Linked DNA regions of Anas platyrhynchos: region 1 is linked to region 2. The links are chromatin contacts, called in public Hi-C maps. All regions are on one chromosome and are shown on one strand. Each heading gives the region's core, a stretch centred on a gene start, on an enhancer-like site or on the middle of the called end of the contact. The rest is flanking DNA. Distances are from core to core; before and after follow the strand shown. Region 1 overlaps LOC110354297 (vesicle-associated membrane protein 2). Region 2 holds the start of LOC110354299 (transcription factor HES-4).

What was found. A called contact is a pair of places that touch in the nucleus more often than the background predicts.
Region 1: a contact with region 2 is called in a Hi-C map of subcutaneous adipose tissue, with 3 times the contacts expected there. The contact joins the enhancer-like site here to the promoter of LOC110354299 in region 2. A contact is called at or near these places in 3 of 8 Hi-C or Micro-C datasets (F1 follicle, liver and subcutaneous adipose tissue).

The regions. Positions count from the first base shown.
Region 1 is chr9:18,612,297-18,617,601 of IASCAAS_PekinDuck_T2T, reverse strand. It overlaps LOC110354297 (vesicle-associated membrane protein 2), which reads left to right. Exons shown (of 5, transcript XM_038183750.2): 2 at 3,369-3,483. Among named protein-coding and RNA genes, the nearest start is that of PER2, 30 kb to the right of the region's middle. Within about 2 kb of position 3,326, at least 1 of the 8 cell types and tissues checked has an H3K27ac peak or open chromatin away from gene starts, as enhancers often do.
Region 2 is chr9:18,491,069-18,496,543 of IASCAAS_PekinDuck_T2T, reverse strand. LOC110354299 (transcription factor HES-4) reads right to left here and starts at 3,157. Exons shown (of 4, transcript XM_072042292.1): 1 at 2,954-3,157; 2 at 2,376-2,471; 3 at 2,149-2,224; 4 at 571-1,353. The coding sequence starts at 3,157. The coding sequence ends at 908.

The sequences.
Region 1 (5,305 bases), core at 2,077-4,576, 120 kb before region 2:
ATAAAGAACGACCTAACTGCTCCAAGCACGCAGGGCTGTCCTCAGGCGTGCTGAACCTGCTGGAGGTCTTTAAAAGATGTTTGGATGTAGAGCTTACTGATATGGTTTGGTGGAGGACCTGTTAGTGTTAGCTCAGAGGTTGGACGCGGTGATCTTGGAGGTCTCCTCCAACCTAGATGAGTCTGTGGTATTGCTTCTTTGTCACTTGTCGCTCTCCTAGAGTGTAATACAGAGCTCTGCAACAGTGCTTGCTATTTAAGAAGATTTGCTAGGGATTTATACCCCTTTTGCACTGACAGTAATAGAGCATTATTTCTTGCAAAATAAATTTGACCTGTTCCTGACAGTGAGATTCTCAGCATCAGTGATAACTATATTTACTCCCTTGTAAAAAAATTAGTACACAGGTCTGAAGGCTAAGGGCCCAGTGACAGGGTTTTTATATGGATTTTTCATTCTTTTATAGCTCCTAAAATTCAGGCCAAGCCACAAGAAGTAAGACTTTGAAGTACAAGAAGCATCACTACTTTAAAAGAAAGCCTAACATAGCATTAATGTTTTGCATAAATTCGTTTGAGTAATGCTTCCGAGAAATTATAAGTTGATGTGACACAGTACAGAGGCAATAATAGCACAATGTAAATGTAGGTTGGACTTTCATTCTACCATTTTTGCACCAGAATATCACAAAGAGCATTGTTGCTTTCCAGTGCCTTAAGTCTTCGCTTCCCTCTGTATTAAAAAATGTAGGTTCAAAGACAAACTCTTAACAAATACCCTGTGGGACTGGAGCCATGGTAGCTCATAGAAGTACCGTCTTCTGCTGCTGCCGCCCTGCTGGGATCCTTTCTACAGAGCTCAAACACTGACAGGGCTGAGCCAGAAGCATGGAGACCCTCAGTCCTGCTCTGAAGTACCCTGGGAGGCTGGGAGAAGGAGGTGATGCAGGTACTTTTGTCCCTGTTTCACCTCTTTTGGATGTTATGTGCTGCCTAATCATGTGAGAGGGCTTATGCCTTGTTAACCCGCAAGACCCGCTGGTGGCGTTAGCTGCCTTCCTACAGCATGGCTGGGAACCCTTGCTGGCTGCTGTGCCTCTTCTGCTTGCTCACTGCTCTGACCCCCAAAGCCCTGGGTCAGGCAGGCGCTGGTGTTCTGTAAAGAGAGCACGACTCCAGGGACGAAAGGTTGGGGAAGGGTGCATCTGCTCTGTAGGCAGCATCCAGCTCTGGCTGCTCCTGTATTAGATTTTGCGTAATTGACTAAGATGTGGTTGTTAATTACAAGCTTGCTGTACCTTAGCATAAAGATTGTCATCTCTCTCTGGTAGTTAGAGTAGCTACATGTAGCCGGATCGTAAAGGCAGCTGTAAAAGCAACCATTGCTGATACCATTCCTTGCTTGTGCAGGGAGCAGAGCAACCCCAGGAAAAATAGGTTAAACTAAATGAGATGGCAGCAAGGAGCTGGGAGAAAACAAACTGGGAACTGTCTACTTTATGCCAAATCATTTTAAGGACAGCCAGGGAAACACACACACAAAAAAAGATGAAAATTGGTCTCCGGGATGCTGGCAGTATGTAACAGAGGTCCTCTCTTGTGCTAACATTTGTAGTAGTGAGAAATATGACACAGTGCTTCCCCAGAAAAATACCTGCTTATGTTGACTGGGGAAAAGCCTGTCTATTTCTTTGACAGCAAAGAAATTTCACAATTTCAACTTTAGATCAGTTGTTCTGATCTGAATAGTTCTAGGAATTGCTTTTGAAGTTACTAATGCTCCAGATGTGATCTTGTTTGGCGTTATTTGGGCTCGTATACGTTATGGTCAGATTTTGATCCTTTGTTATGACCATATAAACTCAGAATAAATTCTGCTGAGATCCCGGCCCACGGTCCTTCAGTGATGTCATTCTGTTGCAGGTGGCAACAGCATCTGGTCTTTTATGTTTTTAATAGGGGCAGTGAAGTCCTCAAGGCGTAAGCAATTTCTGTACAGCTCAAATTCTTTTCTTTCAACTACAGCTTGGCAATGCCATTCTCACCTGCAGCTTAAAAAAGAAATGTGAGATGCAGCAGTGCTCCAGGTCTGCTAACAGCAGCTTCATCGCTGGGAGTCGGTGTGAGGGTCCCAGTTATCTGTAGGGATCTCAGCCCACAGGCAGTGCTGTCAAACTGAATTTTGCAGCTTTAGGTACCTCTAGGGAACAAACTTTAGGTGCCTCTAGGCACTTTGACTGTGTCTTAATGGGGCCATAATTCCAGCAGCATTAATCAGACCCCAGGGTGTAAAAGAGAATGATTCATAGAGAAACACTGTGTTCTCTCGGTCTGTCGATGTGGGAAGGCATTGGTAATGCAGGAGTGGGATTTCTGATATTTTTCAGTCCACATGCTTAAGGGATTTCCTCTGCAGCTCCAGGAAGGGTTTTATTTCCCTGCAGGAAGAGGTGGCAGGGGTCCCTTGAAAGGAAAGGGAAGGTTTCACATGCTGGAAGTGAGGGTGTGAAGAAGGACAGGCTGAGGCTGACGGACCCTGTTCAGGCCAGCAAGGTGACGTGCCTGCACAAGCTCGTGCACTGGCATAGACCTGATCCCCTGTTGCATTTCGAGGGGCTTTCACTCTGTCTTCTGTTATTTTAAAGCAAGCCTGGGGGAAACTGATGTTGATGCTTAAGAGTGGAGCTGATGCTTAAATCAGGGCTCTGCTCAAAGCATTGCTGCAAATATTCATCTGGGGTCCATGGCAGGTGTTGAAGCCTGGCCAGCTGCTCAGAGGGGGCATTTGATGGCCATCAGTGGGGTGTTTAAACATTGCTGAGTGCCTGAGATGACTAACCCCATGCAGTGTGGTTCTTGCCCCCACTTCCTCCTCCGTTTCTCTCTCTTCTCCTTTGTTTATCTTTACTTGGTTAGGTTCCAGCCCGACATCAAGGAGCAGGGGAGCCCGTCTTTCAGCATGCTGAAGAGGAAGACAGGCTTGCAGCCCTTGCTCCCATAATATTAACACAAAATACCTGGACTAAAGTCTGTTTTCTTAGTGGGATATAAGCTCTGCCCTGCTAGCCAGGCCCGTGATCAGATTGGTCCTTGGACTAACTTAGGGTAGATGATCAGAACTGCTTGTTTTTTAAAGAGGCAGCAAGGGAGGGGAGGAGTTTGATATGGACCCAACAAGAAATAGCATGCAAACTAATTGCAGAGTAGGATGGAGTGGGACATCAGGGCTGTGATCCAGGAATGGAGGGCTGTCAGACAATGGACAACTCCTTTTAAAGGAGATATGAACCTTTGACTTGCTCCAGAAGAGAGTAGTGAACAGGTGAAGATGGATTCAGTCACTTTTTATGTTCTCTCTTTTGGATCTAGGTCTGCTCCAGCTCCTCCTACCCAAGGTGCCACCAGTGCTGGGGCTGTAGGGCCACCTCCTGCCAATGTGGCAAGCAGCAAACGGCTGCAGCAGACACAAGCCCGGGTGGATGAGGTAAGTCGCTCTGCGTGATTTGTTGCTCACAACAAATGGTTGGTGTTGTGATTTCTGTTTCTTTAAGATGCTTGCCTCACTAGCGATCCTGCTTGTCTGAAGATGGTGGGTCTAGGAAATGAGGTTTTCCAAAGGATGGCATTTCTGAGGAGGCAGACAGTGCAGGAGGTATTCTGAGTGTGAACGTTCTTGTACTGGTAACACTTCCGCAGCATGAATATGGACATCGGTGCTGATTCAGGAATTCATCACAGATAGTCACATTAGGAGGAGATGTCATAGTGAATCAGCTCTTTTAACGTGTTCCTGCATTCCTAAATTTTGGATACTAATCTCACCGGCTGTTTTATAGAGACAAACCTCTGGCCTCCTGTAGATAACATGCAAGCTATGAGTGCTGTACAGGTGAGGGCTGTGTTTATTAGTCAGAGCTGTAACGATTAATCATCAGAATCTATCCCCAAAGAAAGGCACCCACACATGACATCACAACAACATCTTTAACAAGTCCTCACTCCTTCTGAATGGTCCTGGAGGAACATGTGCCTGTTCCAGCATGGATTCTTAAATTCTTGTGGTATACAGAAAATCCCTGACACCTTGGCTGTAATGCCAGCATCCACCTAACTGCCGTGGTAATGGGAGAGACCGAGCATACTGCTGCTCATGGGTGTACCCTGAGTGTAACAGGGGTACAGCAGCAGCTGTAGCATCCTTGCACACTTACTGTGCACATTTGTGTGCTGGTTACTTAGTACAGAGTTTTGCTAAACCCCTACAAAGACTTAAGTACTTAATTACTGCCCACGTGGAAATGGCCAGGGCCTGTGTGATTCTTTTATTCAAAGTCAGTAAAATAAAAGATAGAAAATAGCTGTTTACCAGCAAAAAGGCCACTTTTCAAAAGCTTTAGGTATACTGTAAAAGACCTCACAACATCCAACTCAAATGCCTTTCTTAAGATGAATTAAATACATCTGTCAGATTGAGGTTTGTCTCTTTGAGAACTTTTCTTTGCTGAAACCTGAACCAGGGTCTTTCTGGCCTCTCTTTTGCTGATGCTTTGAGCTGATCACAAGAACATTCTCTGACTGCAGAAATATCTAGGCCTGGTTCTTTCATTATCACTGATTTTCACATCACTGTAACTTCATTGATGTTAATGGAGTGTCTCTTGCAGCAGGGAAAGGAGCATTACACTTCAGCTTCTGTCTTGGGTCAGAATAATGAAATAAACTTCTGGTACTGAACGTATTACTTCATAATGGTGCTGTAATTGTTTATGTGAGCTACAGTAAAAGTATTTGTCCCTAAAAAATGAAAAATAATTGCTCATCATTACTTAAAAGGAGTAATGCAGGTCAGACATATAGGGCTCTTCAAGCACATCAAAGGAGATGGCTCCAGTGAGCCCCCACTTTCTGTCTGAGATATTCCACAGTCTGGTAATTCTCGCTGAAGCCCATGCAAGTTCTTGTGAAGCATAATGGAGTCATTTTGTCAGGAACTCTCACCCAGTAGGAGAGGAGAATGTGTAGCTCTTGGACTTGAGGATTATGCAGGTGGTAATTAGCATCCACATTTTCTTCAGCTTCAGTTTGAGAGGGAGGTGGAGGTTGGTATGGGGTAGTTTTGAGTGGCTATCGCATGTCCAGCAGATATTGCTTAATAGGGAATGGACAATTAATCATTAAATCACAGCATGTGACTAGCCAAGGGAGACAAACACTACTGGTCTTTCAGTCCTGTGAAGGCCCTGGGGCTTACAGCACAGAAGGCTCTGTCTGATCTGTTGAGCGTTCCTCTGATCGTCCCTACTAGA
Region 2 (5,475 bases), core at 1,908-4,407:
TTACCATGATCCAGGTGATTCTTTGTGTATGTGTGTGTGAGCATGCGTGTGCTGCTTTTTCTACAAAGCATCAGGGTCAAAAAAACTGAACACTTTCAATTGCTTCAAGGAAAACTATTTGTGAAAGAAGAAAACAAAAGCAGATTCCCAAGTATTGTGTACTCAGAGCAGACAGAACAAGGCTGGGAGAAATATCAATCATTATCTTCCAAAAGTTTATTTAGAATAAACAAAATAAAAATTCCTAAATGTAACAATATGTAACATATATTTACACTTAGCTCACTAATTTAACAGTTGTATCAGCATGGTCAGGCGTTGGAAACAGCACATCTAAGGTGAGCAATACAGATAGTATTTCTGAATAGTCTAAAACGTCTAAACAACATCTTTCCCTTTCTTTTTTTTCTAGTCATTGCAGCATTGTTACAGGAATCAGAACTGAAATAGTTGCGCAATAATACTATTATTAAAAAAAAAAAAAAAAAAAAAAAAAAAAAGGGAAGAAGAAATTGACTGTTTACTTCTTTATCCGGTGAAGTGATCTCAGCTGCGACGTGAGACCCGAGAGGTAAGCTTGGTGTAAGAGGGGTTGTTGCTCATTGTCTTGTTTCTTTATTAATAGAAAGATAATTATTTTAGGAATGTAAGACAAGAAAGTTATATAATTAATATACACTAAAGAACATGAGAGGATTCTATACAATAATTTAGACGTATTAAATAAATACAAAATAATAGCAGCCTTCTACAATGCAGGCTACACATAGGTTTACTTCGGCTTGAAGTACCCTGGTCTTTAGTACACCTACAGGAACAGACTTGCTCCACAAGTGTTTTAAAGAAACATATCTATAAGATACATACATAAGTGTCTAAGGTTAGGATAAACATTTGAAAACACATTTTACCATGGTCTCCACATATCTAATGACCCCATACTAGGGTTATTATGGGAAAAATTCAGCTGCAGGACCTGTCTGGGAGGCACAGCATCGACCTGGCTGAAAACCGACAGCAAGGGCAGCTGGAATGAATTTTTGAAAGCCTGTTTGTTCTCCACTGGGTAGAAGTGCTCCTGAGATGGATTTGTGCTGGGAGTGTTCCCCTTAGGGCCCAGTGGGGTTTTTGGCGTCAAGAGAGGCTGCTGAGATGGGCTCGAAGATCTTAATGCTGCTTTGCAGGTGTCTTCACCAGACCTCGGTAAAGATTTCAGCAGGTGGTTTAACAGACGGGCCCCAAGTGTCTTGTCCATCCACTCGCAGGTGAGGAGAAGGTTGTGGACCTCGTGCATGCACTGAATGTATCCAGTGCTGTACCTCTGCTGAGCTTCAAGGCCCACTTTGGAATCAGCTGCATTGAACAGAAGGCAACTGGAGTTGGTAAGTGTGTAAAACCTGCACGTCCAACTTAAAAACATTTGATACGGTCCTGTCTGCATTGGCCCCTGTGGGGGCTTATTGCTGAAACCACACTGAGCTTCCAGCTGAAATCATTGCAGGGGGGCTGCAGCAGGTCAGGGCCCTGCTGCTCCCAGGGTGAGGCAAAAGCTCTGCAAATGGTGCAAGTCAGAGCAGTGGGGTCCAGGCTGGAGGGGGTACAGGGCTCAGGTGTCCTGCTGGAGTTTCCCACTGGAACAGGGATATCTCAGGGAGCTTCCCTGCCAGTCTATAGCTGCCTTTTGGGGCCCTTTTAAGACACTGGGAGACACTGAAAAATGTATTCTGTAAGGCCAAGATACTGGCTCCTGGAGTAGAGTAGGTAGATTGCTTCCTGCCCCGTTTTCAGCCTGATTTAAATCGCTTGGGCTTTATGATATGTTAGTGCTTTGCAAGGTTCAGGGGGAGGTGGTGCGGAGAATGAGCTGCCTGGCCAGGCCGCCCCAGCATCCTGCTGCCCACCAGCAAGCAGAGCCAAAAAAGAACAAAAGGAGAAACCGGCACTGGAAGAAAAAGCTTCCGTGGGTTACCAAGTGTTCAGCTCCATCTCCCCATCTAGTGGTGAAAGCCAAGCCCAGACCTCAACTCGGGCCTCAACAGGTTTGAAGGAGGCTTTTGCCAAGCTGCCAGCTAAAGGCTTGGAGCTGTGCTCTCCTGACACCCCCAGGGCTGCCCTGAGCATCAGGGGCTGTAGGGAAGGTGCACTTACCCATCAACTTGCTGTTTTGGATGTTCTGAAGGTGTTTGACTGTCATTTCGAGGATGTCTGCTTTTTCGAGTTTAGACTGCTAATAAAGAGAGAGTTCAGCAGCTGAGAGGCCACGATGTATTTGTGCAATGCCAAGTTTCCCAGAAGACAAAGCCCCCTGCCTGTCCCCCCAAAAGCCAAACAATCCCCATCAGCAGGACAAAATCTGTGTAAAAGTGAGCACTTACATCCAGGTGAAACGCACCCACAACGGTCTCTTTCAGTTGGTCCAAGCAGTTATTGATCCTTTCCCTTCGCTTCCGCTCAATGAGAGGCTTCCTTAGCTGGCAAGGAAGAGAAAAGGAGGAGGAGGAAGAATTGCAGATGATTTCTTTTTCACCTCTCTGCTGCAGTGGAGCGAGGGCCTAACAGGGCTGTGTGGGCTTCCCTGGAGCCAGGAAGGTCAAATCTCTGCGCGAAACCAGCGCGCAGCGATGCGGCACTCGGCAAGTTACAGATGGGGAGCTCTGGTCTCTAGCTCTGGTAAGGGCCTGTCCTTTGGGCCGTGCTAGGTCTGAATTCTCTTACTTACACTCCTATTAACCACAGCTTACCCAACTGAAACCAAAAGACAGAAACCTTTCTAAGGCAGAGAAAGGAAGCAGAAGAAAAACACCAACACCCACGTGGGTTAAATTCAGAGAAAGCATCTGTATAATAAGAGGATGCAAATGTTGTGTTTCTCTTTCCTAGAAGTCCGTAGCCCCCATCGTTCACCTGCCGAGTTCCAGCGTCCATCCGCGCGTGGGCTTCCCCTGGGACCTACCTTCCTTTCCTCCTTGGTGCTGGAGAGCTTGTGCACGCCGCCGGCTGTGGCTGCGGCAGTCATTGTAATCCAGCCTGGCCGCCCTGGCACGCTGTGAGGACAGGGACGTGGAGGAGGCACTCGGGCAGTAGGTCGCTCCCTGTCCCTACAGGCTCTCTGCCTCTCCTCTGCTCCTCTGCTGTATTTATAACCCAGAATTAGCATGTGAAAGGGGCCTTGCCTTGGCGGGACTTCTTTTCCCACACGAGGGGTCGAGCCCAGAGGTTTGTGGCCATCAATCAAAGCTGACAGGTCACTGCATCTTTTCAATGACCACGCCGGCCCCCCCAAACGGCGACAGATGTCCAGCCTCCAAAGCTTTGCTTTGTAGGGATCTTTTGTTAAGGAAGGAGGGAAGCAAAATGGGCGCGCTCTGAGCAGCTTGCGTGGCTCCTTGCTCAATTTGCACAGATTCCCAGGGAGGAAAACAATAGCTGGGAACCAGTCGAGTTACACCTGGGAAAATGCCTCCCATGGGTCTTTCTTTTCCCTGCATCTCCTTGAGCCAGTGCTGCTTTTTACCTGCTAACCTGAGCCTCAATCACTTTAAATCTTTGAAGCAGCCTCTTAATTTAATAATAGAGTGCTTGATCGACCAGTTCCTGCTCCTGGGAGTTGTTATTGCAAGGCAACGACGATCGATTAAAAACTGTTGACAGCAGACAGCTACAGAAACATTGTATTCATCAAAAAATCCTCTAGGGAAAGCACTTCATTTGCCTCTTGAGAACCCAAATTCTCTGCTGTACGCAGCTAGATGTAAGAAATACGAAGCTCTTCTAATTTTTGACTGCCGTGTAGTATTTAATATTAAACTTACAGACAATTGCACATGCAAGCAAACCTAGAGGTGAGTTCGGTCCTGCTAATTCTGTGGGACTTTTACTTGTTTGCTTTTTTCCCCCTTTCATGCTGCCAGGAGTCTGGGGTGCTTTGGGGGGGAGGGTGTTTTTGTTTGTTTCTAATCCTCTGAAATGCTAGTGCGGAAGCACATGGGCCTTCAAAGCAGACTTGGCACAGGATGAGAATGTGCCTTTATGCTTCCTCACTTCTGTCTGGTTTTGAGGGGGAGTATGAAGGCATCTTTCATGACTGTGCTTTTGCTTTCTGACAGTTGCTTTGCTAATGAGCAGGATCTGGCAGTGTCCTGTTGAGTCACGGAGGTGAAGCCCTTTAGGGTGGTGTTGAATGTGCCACCTTATTTAAATGGACAGGAAGAAGCTCGAGTGGTTCAGAAGCACCAAAAGCCACCACGAGCTGCTCTTGGGATTTCCCATCGCCCGGCACAGCGCTGCAGCTGCAGAGCCCTCACTCCACCCCTTCAACCGTAGGTGGTGATGTACCCCAGGAATAAAAGCAAGGACATCACGTCCCTTGCTTAAACACTGTGTGGGTGTATGTTTGTATGTGTGTGAATGCAAACATAACTGCAGTGTGTCTGCACGCACTGCTGCCTGGGCTCCTGATGAAAACATGTCCCCAGACGTGGTATCTTGCAGGCAGGGGTTGTTAGTCAAATGCAGGCACTGGGTGCAGTTGCTTGGTTTTATAAGTGCCCTACTTGGCAAGGGTGCACGAGGGAGAGCCTGAGATGGGATGGAGTTTGTTTCTCAGGGAGAGGAGGACATGGGAGGGGACAGTTTGTCCTTCGTGCCAAGTGATGGTGATGCAGCACAGGAGCAGGGATGGGCGCCTTATATCAGATCTGTCCGCTCCACAGAAAACTGGAGGATTTTCCACTCTCCAGAGACTGGCAAGGAGGGTTGGGAGTGCGAAGTTGTGGGCTGTGTGTCCCCTCATAGCCATTCTCAAACCTCCCCCCTCTGCCTGGGGCCCCCTTCTGCCCCAGCCCCAATGCTGGTGACCTGCCTTCATGGAATGGCTGGGGCTGGCAGCGACTTTAAAGATGCATCTGGCTCCTCAGGGCTGTTTTGCAAGGGGCTGCACTGGTGCGTTGAAACAAGCACAGGCTGTGTGTGTTTGAGGGGAGGTGCTGGGGACGGCGGGGAGCAGCTTGATGGCCCCCGGTGCCCAGCCCCAGAGCCCCAGCTGAGCCCCAAGACTCTGGGGATCCCCTTGCTTGCAGAGCGCTCACTGCCCTGCCGGCCTCTGCTCTTGGTGAGCTCATTTCAAGGTTCATTTGTAAGACAGCATTTCACTGAAAAAGAAGAGCAGCTTTTGCTGTAAACGGTTATTTTACACCTCTCATTCAGAGCAAAACCCTTTATTTTCAAAGCAAAGGGGGTGCACAGGCGGGAGAGCTGCCCTGCCTTTCAGGGGGAAGCACGACATCTGTGCTCGGGATTGTATGGACCAAACAGGCAAATGCAAATGAGCACAGAGCATTAAAGGAAGCTTTTTGCAAATTCCTGCTTTACTTTTGCATTGCGCACTGCCAGGTTTCACTGAAAAGGGGATTCTCCTTAGTAAACAAAGCCTCCCTTTTTTCCCGAGCTTTCCAAAAAAAGGGAAGAGAAAGGGCT